Linked DNA regions of Mus musculus: regions 1 and 3 are each linked to region 2. Evidence: chromatin contacts called from public promoter capture Hi-C data. All regions are on one chromosome and are shown on one strand. Each heading gives the region's core, a stretch centred on a gene start, on an enhancer-like site or on the middle of the called end of the contact. The rest is flanking DNA. Distances are from core to core; before and after follow the strand shown.

The links. Promoter capture Hi-C pulls out the DNA fragments that hold promoters and counts their contacts.
Region 1: a promoter capture Hi-C map of pre-B cells shows a contact between it and region 2, with 2.9 times the contacts expected there. The contact joins the enhancer-like site here to the promoter of Lsm11 in region 2. A contact is called at or near these places in 7 of 39 promoter capture datasets (the C10 cell line, frontonasal cranial neural crest, hippocampal neurons and 4 more) and 4 of 115 datasets of contacts at active chromatin or transcription factors (astrocytes, bone marrow-derived macrophages, embryonic forebrain and 1 more).
Region 3: a contact with region 2 is called in a promoter capture Hi-C map of hippocampal neurons, with 2.2 times the contacts expected there. The contact joins the enhancer-like site here to the promoter of Lsm11 in region 2.

The regions. Positions count from the first base shown.
Region 1 is chr11:45,006,427-45,010,027 of GRCm38.p6, reverse strand. It overlaps Ebf1 (early B cell factor 1), which reads right to left. Exons shown (of 16, transcript NM_007897.3): 16 at 1,932-3,601. Among named protein-coding and RNA genes, the nearest start is that of Gm51859, 80 kb to the left of the region's middle. Within about 2 kb of position 1,732, at least 28 of the 459 cell types and tissues checked have an H3K27ac peak or open chromatin away from gene starts, as enhancers often do. A contact at or near this core is called in pre-B cells, where this site is marked.
Region 2 is chr11:45,943,456-45,947,432 of GRCm38.p6, reverse strand. Lsm11 (U7 snRNP-specific Sm-like protein LSM11) reads left to right here and starts at 2,498. Exons shown (of 4, transcript NM_028185.2): 1 at 2,498-2,971. The coding sequence starts at 2,521. Thg1l (tRNA-histidine guanylyltransferase 1-like (S. cerevisiae)) reads left to right here. Exons shown (of 6, transcript NM_001080969.3): 6 at 1-2,128.
Region 3 is chr11:46,618,885-46,622,861 of GRCm38.p6, reverse strand. All of the region lies in intron 2 of Dppa1 (developmental pluripotency associated 1), which reads left to right. Among named protein-coding and RNA genes, the nearest start is that of Dppa1, 8.4 kb to the left of the region's middle. Within about 2 kb of position 1,916, at least 3 of the 459 cell types and tissues checked have an H3K27ac peak or open chromatin away from gene starts, as enhancers often do. A contact at or near this core is called in hippocampal neurons, where this site is marked.

The sequences.
Region 1 (3,601 bases), core at 483-2,982, 940 kb after region 2:
CCTCCTTTTCTCTCTCATGGATAAATTCTTTCTGTCTCTCTCTGTCTATCTATGTGTGTCTCTCTGTCTCTCCTTCTCTCTGCCTGTCAGCTTAACCCCAAGGAATTTTGCCAGATTTAAATACACCACCGCCTTTGTGAACATTCAGGGACCGTGAGTTTGTGAGTTTGTCAGAGGCTCTGCGTGAAGGCACCTCAGCTGATTGGCTCCTTAGCATCTAACACACCAAACCCATGCTAGGTGCCCAGAATATGCTGTGAATTGGAGTCGTTGTGCCCCACAAAGTCACTGTGGGCATCTGTGCACTCCACTCACACAGTCTCTCTGCTCTTGGGTGCCCTTCATCTTACTTCAAGTTCAGTCATCACACTGTCAGCCATTCTGCCTCGGCTGCTCACTCTTTCTGCCTCAGCTCAACTACTACTTTCTCTAGAAGACTTTTCCAGAAAGTCCTTAGATTATGTCAGACCTCACGATGTTATACCTTCAAAGCATTCTTGACTCGGACCTCAATACCCTCGTTAGATGTTATGTGTGTTGTGGGTTTATGTCAATTTTTCTATTGTAAGCGCCAAGAGTGGGAACAATGCCAGTGTTCTTACGAATGGGTCCACTACTCCTCATCAAGGGTCATAGGCATGCCAAATGCTTGAGGTTTAAGGGAACAAATGAATGAATGAGTGAATGAATGAATGAATGAATGAATGCTGTCAAGAGGTAGGCCTTACGGAGTTCTAAGCCAATTCAGAGTGTGGTTATCTGTTTTTATTCTGTGGAGCTCTGGCATATGTCTGCCTCTTGCAGTTTAAGCATCATAGACATGGATGACGTGGAAGCGGGTTGTCTTGTCTGGCACCACATGCATCCTGAAGTCATCCTGAACCTTTTGCTCAGTGTTTCTCCTCTGCAACTGATACAGAATTGAAAAAATAGGGGATGGCCAAGCTGATCAGGTAGGAGTCTCCATGGAGACAGGACAGCAGCTTCTGTATGTTCTGGCTTACATGGGGTGGCCTTTCATGACCTTACCTTGGGCTGTATTTCAGGGTAGTGCCATAGCAGTGCCTCCCACAAATGAATGTGCTGGTGGTTATGGGACACCCTCTTAGGTCTGGCCATGGAGTTTCTGTTGGTCGAGGCATTTTGTAAGCGCCATTAACCTCATCGTGTCCAGTCATTGCAAAATTAGTGAAGACATGGAACGTACAATGGAAAGATGTATCCTTAAATGACCCGGTCCCAGATGTGTGTATATCTTCTGTGGACCTATGAAGTTTGCACAACGACTGAGTGCCTGTAACTTTCAATTCCAGACAGATGTGGTTTTGTCAACCAGGAAAAAGAAAAAAAAAACTATTATCCACACAAAGTTTATATATATATATATATACATATATATATATACATATATATATATATATATATATATATATATATATATATATATATATATATATATGTTCTCTAGTCACACGTCTCATCAGCAAGCCAGGGCACATAATTAATTGACCAGGAGGCACACTGGGATTAATTAGCAGTTGCATAGGAAGAGTTTAGCTCAGCCTTCCAGGGCAGAGGATGGTGTTCTAGAATGACCAGTTCCTGGATTCCCAATTCAGCCCCTATCATGGGGGGAATCTCACTGTTCACTGACAATAGGACTGGGGGCTCTTGCCACCAATGTGGGCCAGCACGTGCACACCTGGCTCATGCCAGCAGAGGGCAGCAGTACGCTGTGCGTGTTCAATTTGCATTCCAAATTAGCAGATCCCGGTGGGACCTACAAAGAAAGGAAGTGGGTGCCCCAGGCCTAGGCTAATTCTCTCTGGGTGTTAACACTGGCCCGAATAATAGCAAACCCGGGCCTTTTGCAGTCCATTGAGTGTTGCTCTTCTCTTCTGCCATAGAGAAATGAACACGCCACTAGGAGCTGCTATCACAGACAGGAAGTAACTTTAATTAAATATCGTGAACGTTGAAAAGTTTTTTACAGTTTGAATTTTTGAAAAAAAAAAAGGAGAAGAAAAGAAAAGAAAGAAAGAAATAAAAAAGAATGAAATATAACAATCTCTACAGTAGTTGAGTGCTCTAACAATTGGATTGTACAGTGTGTGTCTATTGAAAACGTTTGAAAAGAAGGTGAAAGATTTGCAGAATGAGTTCATGGAGCTGCATCCTACATTGTGAGGCCGGGCATGGCGTGGACATATCCAGTCATCCAGAGGCAGGGCTCTTCCCCCAAAACGGAAATCTGAATTGAATTCTCTACTCCATCTTCTTTTTAAAAGCCATATTCTGTATTTAGGGGGCTATATCTTAAAGGGACTTAAAAACAAGATTTTGTGTAGAAGAAAGTGGTTCCTAAAACCAAACTACTTCTCCATCGGCTAATCAAACAGAAGTAACAAAACACAATTGATACACATTTTCTTTTTAAAGGCTCTTTGGGCTTTCCAGTAAAGTTCTCATCACGTCACAGCACGTGGCTAACAGATTGGTGGCGTCTTTTGTCAGGGTCTGAGCCGGACACCTCACCGGCTTGCTGCTCGTTCCTTTGCAGACAGTTGTCTGGCTCACCAGACAAAATATGGCTTTAGACGTTAGACATCTTGAGGCCAGCGCTTACCACACGAATTCAGACAACCTTTCTGAGTACGGAGAAGCAATGCTAAACCTTGCTTATATTTTTTTCCAGTTTCTTTTTATTTTTATTATTATTATTATTATCATCAGTTGTCATTATTATTATTTCTCACCATGAAAAATCAGCTTTCCTCCCTCCCCTCCCCTACCAACCCCCCCAACTTCCCTCCCCTCCCCTCCCCAACCCATAAAAATCCGCACTCTGACAGTCTAGTGAAAACCGTTGAAATCCATCCGGGCATGCACAGTCGCAGCTTTGTTAATGTTCTCTTGCTCTACTAGAAAAAGTAACATTGTCTTAAAGTAACAAAACAGTTCTTTTGTGCTTTTCGATTTCTCTCTTTTTTTTTCTTCTTTTTCTTTTTTTTTTTTCTTAGAATGTTAGTGATGGCTGACAGTTGGGGGGGGTGCACAGTACAATGTACAGGTGAAATGGATATGATTTGCATTGTTAAGGCATCCAATCTGCTGGTTTATATTTATGTGAAAGACAGAGAATATACAAGCAGACTTAAGAAAGAAAGTATGTTCATTGATCTCTATGAAGTTTCTCCCCCAAATTTAATGCACAAAATGCGTCACTCCAAAGGGAGAGATTCCATGCATATTACTAGAGTAAAACAGCGTTTTTGTATGCTTCCAAAGCAAAGGGTACATTATTTTTAAATCTACAGAACTAAATACTACAAGAATAATATGCTACTATTTTTTTGCCATATATTGGAAAAAACTTCTTAACTTACAAATAATACAAAAATAGACAATGGCTTTTGGGTGGAAATAAAAAAATGAAGCATGGTTTAAAACAATACTAAAAATACCTATAAATGAATTGTTTAAAAATCACATTGAAACAGCTAATACAACTATAAGTGACCAAACTATACTTGCGCACTGTTCACAAAGCAAACACACACACAAAATAAACTAGGGGTGGGGGATGGGAGGAAGGAGAGAA
Region 2 (3,977 bases), core at 1,249-3,748:
TACATCCAAGAGGGAAGTGTGTGTGTGTGTGTGTGTGTGTGAATGCGAATGTGAATGAGGATGGAGAAGCCAAATATTTGAAGCCAAACTGCATGACATGGCAAGGCTCTCAAAAAGGAGTCGAGTCGGGCTTGGGGTCACTGGTGATTGCAGAGGTTTTTAAATAGCTCCTCCCACCAATGGCAGGATGGGAACTGGCAAGGGGCAGAGAGTGGGGATGGGAAGGCATTTGTTCCCAAGGTGTTGAACTCAGTGGGGAAATCATGATTTCCCTTGACCCTGTTTCATATCTTAGAGGGAAAAGTTTATTTGGCTCCATTAGGAATTAATTAAAAGACAACCCGTGTCCTGCTGCTGCCTGGTCTTGCATTTACAGGATTTTCAGCCAAGAAGAAAATGTATTTTTGAAAGAGCAGCGTCTGGCCTCATCCCTCACTAATTGACACTCCATCTGCCGATGCCGGTGTTTTTCCTTCCCATTCTCCCCTCTCCCCAGGAAGAAGCAATAGAGCTCATGTTTGGTAACTGCTAAAATCTTTTTAAGAGGAAAAAAAAGTATAATAAAGACTTCAGCTCCTTGGCCTACTTAATTGGTTCCTACAGAATGAGTTTAACTTGTGTGTTTGTCTTAAGCTAGGATGCATGTCCCCACATAGCAGACATCCAGAGACCTCTGGGTACATTTTTTTAAAATGTTCATTTGAATGTTGAATTTGAAAGTGCCAATGTAAGATATCCATGTGGATGTTTGGGACTCTTCAGTGATTTTTTTAAAAGCCCAAATGTTTCTGATACACAGCTATGAACATTATAGCACTTTGGGCAAGCAATTCCCTCAGCATACTAGAGAGGCAGTAAGATCATTAGCTCCTGATGAGCAAATTTAACTTAATGGTAGGTTGATAGCATGTTATATCAAAATTGGCCAAGTAGGGAATAAAGACCCAAGTTTCATTGACAACCGCTGGAGAAAGTGTGTGCTTTCAGATCCAGGGAAGTCTCCCTCTGGGCATGCCCTGAGATAGTCATTGAATGGTGCTGGAAGTTTTCAGTCATTGAATGGTGCTGGAAGTTTTCATGCAGGCAGGGGATTTTTAAAGCAATAAACCGGGGTTGAACACAAGTGTCATCAAGTACCATTACCTACCCAAAGCTTGCTCTTTATTTCGTCTGTGTGTTTCCCTCCTACGATGCAGCTCACACGGTGGTGGCAGTGTGCTAAGTTTCATCTCTGTCTTAAAGATAGTCAAGTGTTCTTTTGGGCCACATTTTCAAACTTACAGAAAGTAAAGAAGACCCCAAAGCAGCTAGCGCGGGCTGAATGCCGGTTGATACTTTGAGAAGGTGGTGGCACTTCGGAGAATGACTTGTGTGGCTGGAGATGGCAAGAAGCAAGACAGCTATGCTGGATGGGGAGGGACTTACCTCCAGGAGTCTCACTTTTAAAACCATTCCTTTGGGGTTGAAGAGATGGCTATTCTTCCGAAGGAAGACCCAGAACCCACATGGTAGCTCACAACGAGCACAACTCAGGGGATCCAGCATTCTCTGGCCTCTGTGTGTATGTCTGATTGCTCATAGTGCACAGGCATACATGCCGACAAGCATACACATGAAATATATCTTAAAGAGTTTTTGCTGAACTAGAGCTAAAAAATAGTGTTGATTCTTTGGATTTTGCAGTAGTCAGGAGAACATCAAGGAGTCAGTTTTCTTTTCTTTGATACCAAGTGTTCTCTAAACTTAGTGGGCAGGGAAAGGAAGTGAGGATGTAGTCACCCGTCTTTTATAGCACTCAACCATCTAGCATGCACCCACTGTATACTCTGTACCCTTCCTGTCATATTTCAGACGACAATAAGAACTCAAAAGAGGCTCAGTAATTTGAGCTTAGACAGGCTAGCCTGATCCACATCAGGAATATACTTAACAGGAATGAAAAATGGGATATGTCTTGTCTTCCTGTCCTTTGCCTCCAGCTCAAGCCGAACAACAGAGAACATCCTGGGACTTTAAAATGCTGCTCTTGGGGTCTACCCCCCGAGTCTGGAGCATCAACCATTCTAAGCTGTCTGTGAATATCAGTGAGTTTTACTAAATAAATGGTTAATTGTTACTGCCTCCAAAATGTTGGCTTTGTTTTCGAATAATGTGTCCCTACTTGTATATTTTGTTGACGTTAGATCTCAAATTCAGAAGAGATAGTTAATATCAATGGGGGAGGGAAACGAGAACTAATAAACAGTATCTTCTTTAGTAACAAAAAGGTCAAGAGGACAGCCTCAACCTGTCTGCTGTCTGTGGAGGCGGAGCGAGGCCTGAGCAGGTCACGCCTCTCAGCACGCCCCTGCCTTGCGCCACGCCCCCTGCTGCTCTCCAGAGCGAATCTATGCTGCCCCCTGGTGGCCGCGGCTGCGCAGTGCGTCCCCTTGAGCCGCGGCTGCGGCTGCGCAGTGCCGCCCTCTGGCGGCTCGGCTCCTTCCTCCCGCCCATCGGCTTCTGCTTGCGGGCCTTTCAAACATGGAGGAGCGCGAGTGGGGGGCGAGGTCGGCTCGCGCCGGCAGCCCAGCCAGCCCGCCCAGCCCGCGGCTGGACGTCAGCTCCTACAGCTTCGACCCGCTGCTGGCCTTGTACGCACCTCGCCTGCCGCCCATTCCCTACCCCAACGCGCCCTGCTTCAACAACGTGGCGGAGTACGAGAGCTTCCTGAAGGGCGGGCGCACCGGGCGCGGTCGGGCTCGGGGCACGGGGGAGCCGGCCTCGGCGGGAACCTCCACCGGAACCTCCACGGGAGCCGGGAGCTCGTCCAGGGCCCGTCGCCGCGCCGCGCCCACCCCGGATCCCGAGCGCATCCAGCGCCTGCGCCGGCTCATGGTGGTCAAGGAGGACACGGACGGCACGGCCGGAGCGCGACGCCAGGGCCCGGGGCGCAGCAAGAAGGCACCCCGCAATGTGCTTACGCGGATGCCTTGTGAGTGCTGTGGGGCGGCCGGAGGTCTAGGCAGGGCTTGCAAAGGGCGTCTGCGGGAGTCTCGAGGGCCGTGGGGGCGCGGGCACGGTCACCTGTGAGTCACAGAGACTGTGCACGAGTTGAGGAACAGGGAGAGTGACGACCCACGGCGGTGGGGATGAGGTGGGGGTGGGGGAGATCTGCACAGGCTATCATGTCCGGAGGAATGTCCCCCAGGTAGTGAGGAGCTGCAGAGGGGCTGCGGTAGTGATGAGGCTTACGGAGCGATTGTAGGGCTTGTAGACAGTTTGGGGGGATGGGGCGAACATCAGAGGTCTGCAGAAATGATGAGAGGTCTTGGGGACCACTGCAGGGAGTTGAGGAGGTGTACAGAAGTTGTGTTGGAGCACAGCCAGTCTGAAGGTGTGTGGGATTTGAGGGTCAGGTGGAGAGTGAGGAGATGGATATGTTCACATAATAGCACAAGAGACGTCTCCTATCCCAGCATGGGAACTGACAGCCCCGCCTGGGGTGCCGTTTCCGCCTGGGCTGCAGGGACTTGATCGGCTTGTGTTCACATTAAATCACTAGTGTTGGAGTGCCGCAGACACAGAATGCTACCAAAACACAGGTGCGGTTTTACAGCTACTGGCTGGCTGGGGCAGGACTATCTGTCAGGCTCAGGTTACCCTGTGTGCAGGTTGTTTTAAAATTCTAAAGGTAGAAATGGCACAAGAGAATTTCTTGCAGCTTCCTAATAGATCCGCAGGATGAATGAAGCCTTAAACAGCAAAGGTTCTAATGTGCTATTTAGATCTTGTTTAAATGGAATAAAAACAGCCTAGGGCTATATCAAATAGTTATGACATCTGCCCTGTGAACATAATGACCTACTTAGCCAGTCATAGCTTCTGTAGCCTGCTAATTAAATCGTTACAATGTTAAAGTGGCTTCTTTTGGAATGGAAGGTGTGAACTCAGTGAGAGATTTTGTTTTGTTATGTTCCTAGAAATTTGTTTATTAAGAG
Region 3 (3,977 bases), core at 667-3,166, 680 kb before region 2:
TTTTTTCTGCCTTTTTTTTCTTTTTTTTTTATTAGATATTTTCTTTATATACATTTCAAATGCTATCCCGAAAGTTCCCTATACCCTCCCCCCGCCCTGCTCCCTTACCCACCCACTCCTGCTTCTTGGCCCTGGTATTCCCCTGTACTGGGGAATATAAAGTTTGCAATACCAAGGGGCCTCTCTTCCCAGTGATGGCCGACTAGGCCATCTTCTGCTACATATGCAGCTAGAGATATGAGCTCTGGGGATACTGATTACTTCATATTGTTGTTCCACCTATAGGGTTGCAGACCCCTTCAGCTTCTTGGGTGCTTTCTCTAGCTTCTCCATTGGGAGCCCTGTGTTCCGTCTTATAGATGACTGTGAGCATCCACTTCTGTATTTGCCAGGCACTGGCATAGCCTCATACGAGACAGCTTTAACAGGGTCCCTTCAGCAAAATCTTTCTGGCATATACAATAGTGTCTGGGTTTGGTGGCTGATTATGGGATGGATCCCCGGGTGGGGTAGTCTCTGAATGGTCCATCCTTTCGTCTTAGTTCCAAACTTTGTCTCTGTAACTCCTTTATGGGTATTTTGTTCCCTATTCTAAGGAGGAATAAAATATCCACCCATTGGTCTTCCCTCTTCTTGATTTTCTTGTGTTTTGCAAATTGTATCTTGGGTGTTCTATGTTTCTGGGCTAATATCCACTTATCAGTGGGTGCATATCTAATTCTTGGACAAATGGATGTATCTGGAGGATATCATCCTTAGAGAGTTAACCTGTCTTTTGACTAATGGGAACAAAGCCCGTGTCACTGTGCACAGCGGCTTGGAATCATTAATAGTGAGTTGTTATCAAGCTTAGAAATTCTTTCACTCGTCAGTGTTTAAAAGTCCTCTATTTGGCTCCTCACTGGGCCCACAAGAGATGCTATCTGATCCCTAACAACCACTTTGTATAATTTCTCATGACTTAAGCACTCTGAGCTGACTCTTCTGCTGTCCCGGGACCTTCATCAGCTCCAATGCACTTTCCCATCTACCTGGGAGAAAAAATGTCACAGAGCAAGCAAAGAGGAGCTCCTGAGATGGTTGTTTTCTTTCTGCTTGTTGTTCCCATTTTGACCTCTTGATTAGGGTTTTCAGTTTTCTTGGTTTTCAGTTGTTTGGGGGGAGGGTTGTTGTTGTTGTTTGCATGATTGCTTCTTTCTCCACTAAATTTTTACTGTTCAGGGAGGGTTTGAATTGCTTTCATGCCTCTGTCCATACATTATATTGGACTAGCAATCTAATCGTTTGAATCTAATTGTGTGAATAGTTTGTACCTAGTGGTATGAATAGATTTACTGCACCTCAGCCACACCCATTGCCTGCTGTGTTGCCCTCACTATCTTTCACACTGAGTGACAGGAGTGCTTGCCCCTCAACACCTAGTTGTTGGTTCCTGAACCCAATAGACCCATTACTTAGGTGTCCCTTTAAGGGAAAGGGGAGTGAGGGCCAGCAAGATGGCTCAGTGGGAACAGGTGCCCATGACTGAGCTAGATTACCTGAGTTCAATTCTTGCAAGCTGGTTGCTAGAAGGTGAGAATCAGCTCTCTCAAGTTGACCTCTGACCTCAACACTTTGCCCATGGAAAATTATGCGCACATACAAACAAAGGAGGGAAGGGGAGAAGAAAGAGAGCAAGAAATGAAAATAAGTGAGTAAATACAACTTTTATAAATCTTAGAAGTGGGTTGAGCCCTACCTCCATTAGCTTCCTGCATGTAACAGGTGAACACATTTTTCACATCACATCCATTAAGGAGAAGAGTGTTCAGAGCAGTTGGTCCGAGTTCCTGGGTTTTCTTTTGTAGTTGGCAGAGTCAGGAGTGACTGCTGCTGCTTCCGGGGAACCGTGACAGCCGGCAGAGCAGTGTGTGCTCCAGCTGGAGCCCTCACTCACTGTTTCTTCCAGGCACCGTTTCCTGTTACTTCCTGTCTAGGATCTCTGTGCACTCTCAGACCATCAGTACAGTATTTGGATTCATACAGCACTTCTGATTTTCCTGATTTGTGAGTTACAGGTTGAACCTGCATTGCCCAGTAGCAAATATGCAGTACTTCAAGCTATAAAATCTCTTGGGCATTGCCTTGATAAAAACACCTAGAAAACTGAGTTCCATAAAGTATTTATATGCAGAATTATCAGTGGTTTATAAATGTACATGTAAGCTATGAATATGAACTGTATGCATATGAAAGCTACATCTATCCATATTTAGACTTGAGTACCATCTGTAAGCCATGTATAAATTTTTTTTAAATTCCGAAATACCCAAATTCTGAAACTCCTTGTACCAAAATATTTGCATAAGCGATATTCACTATGTTTCTCTTATATTGGAAAAAAAAGCATAGAAGACTGTGTCTACTCTCTATCCAAAAGTACCAATTATTTGTGTTGGACTTTGCATAGGGACTTTCATGGGGCAACTAGGCTAATTAGCCTTCAGCTATGATACAGTGCTGTGTGCTTTCAAGAAGAAATCAATATGAAAGCAAGGGAAAGCTGAGCAAGAAGAAAGAGTCTTTTGCTACACCTGCTCCATAGCACAGCAATGAGAGGCTGTGCCTGCTCCATAGCACAGCAGTGAGGGGCTGCGCCCAGGCAGAGGCTCCTCTCCTGAGCTTCTGTTCTTTGTCAGTGACCAACAAGGACATGGCAGGGAGGGTGAGAATAGACAGGCTCACCCATAGGAGGCAGCTGCACTGACAACATGGAGATGAGAACTGAGCCCAGGTTCCTATGGAAACACTTTATAAATGGCAGGAGTCAGATCCTCAGATGTCTCTAAGCATCTGTGATATAGAGAAGGTATGGGGGCTGGGAGAGATTTTGTACCTTTCACTGGTAAATGACTGACTTCACCCACAAATTACAGGCTCAGCATATTCAATGCAGCCAGTCCTGGGAGGACACAGCATACAGCACTGCATCATAGCTGAAGGCTAACTAACCTAGTCATCCCATGAAAGTTCCCATGCAAAGCCCAACACAAAGAATTAGTACTTTTGGATAGAGAGTAGACACAGTCTTCTATGGCTTTTTTTCCCCAGTATAAGAGAAACATGGTGAATAGCACTTCTCCAACACCTGCACACATGCCTACTCACAAACAAGGTGAAACCTATGTGTTCCAGGGCTCAGAGTCCTTCTCGTGAGATGCTATAAGACACACAGGACAACAAGGCAGTCTTTTTTGTTTTGTTTTGGTTTGGTTTTTTGTTTTTTGTTTTTTGTTTTTTGAGACAGGGTTTCTCTGTGTAGCCCTGGCTGTCCTGGAGCTCACTTTGTAGACCAGGCTGGCCTCGAACTCAGAAATTGGCCTGCCTCTGCCTCCCAAGTGCTGGGATTAAAGGCGTGTGCCACCACCGCCCAGGCAAGGCAGTCTTAAAAGTACAATCTAGGTGAACAGGTTAACTTGGATCCAAACAATAGCTTCATAATTCCTGTGATTCCCCAACCTTTTTATGTGCAATCTCTGCTGGGCAAGAGCTTAAGATGGAAGACACCCATCTCTATCAGACTCCCAGGAGATTCACTACTAGCCAGACTTAGGTAGATCGTTGATCTAGGATAGGTGATGAGGATGGTAGGGATCTAGGTTAGTGGGGCATAACTTTCTGATGAAAAACTTAGGAGTGGCTGGGGGCGAGGGTCAGGTAAGAGCATTCTGGATGCTTTACATCTATTCTGAAATCATGCCATCCAGCTGAGACCTAAGTAGAGTGAGCACTGAGCAGTATACTACATACTTTCTGATGCAGTATTCAACTCTCAGACAACTCTTACTGATATAGCTGTGATCTGCCCCTGTTGAATCATGACAGGACATGACACAGAGTCAGAAAGTTCATAGTGGAATTTATGAAGACAGAAAGTGTCTGACTCTGTCCCTGTTCACTTGAATTGGGAGCTGTTTCTTCTAATTCTAGGGACAGGC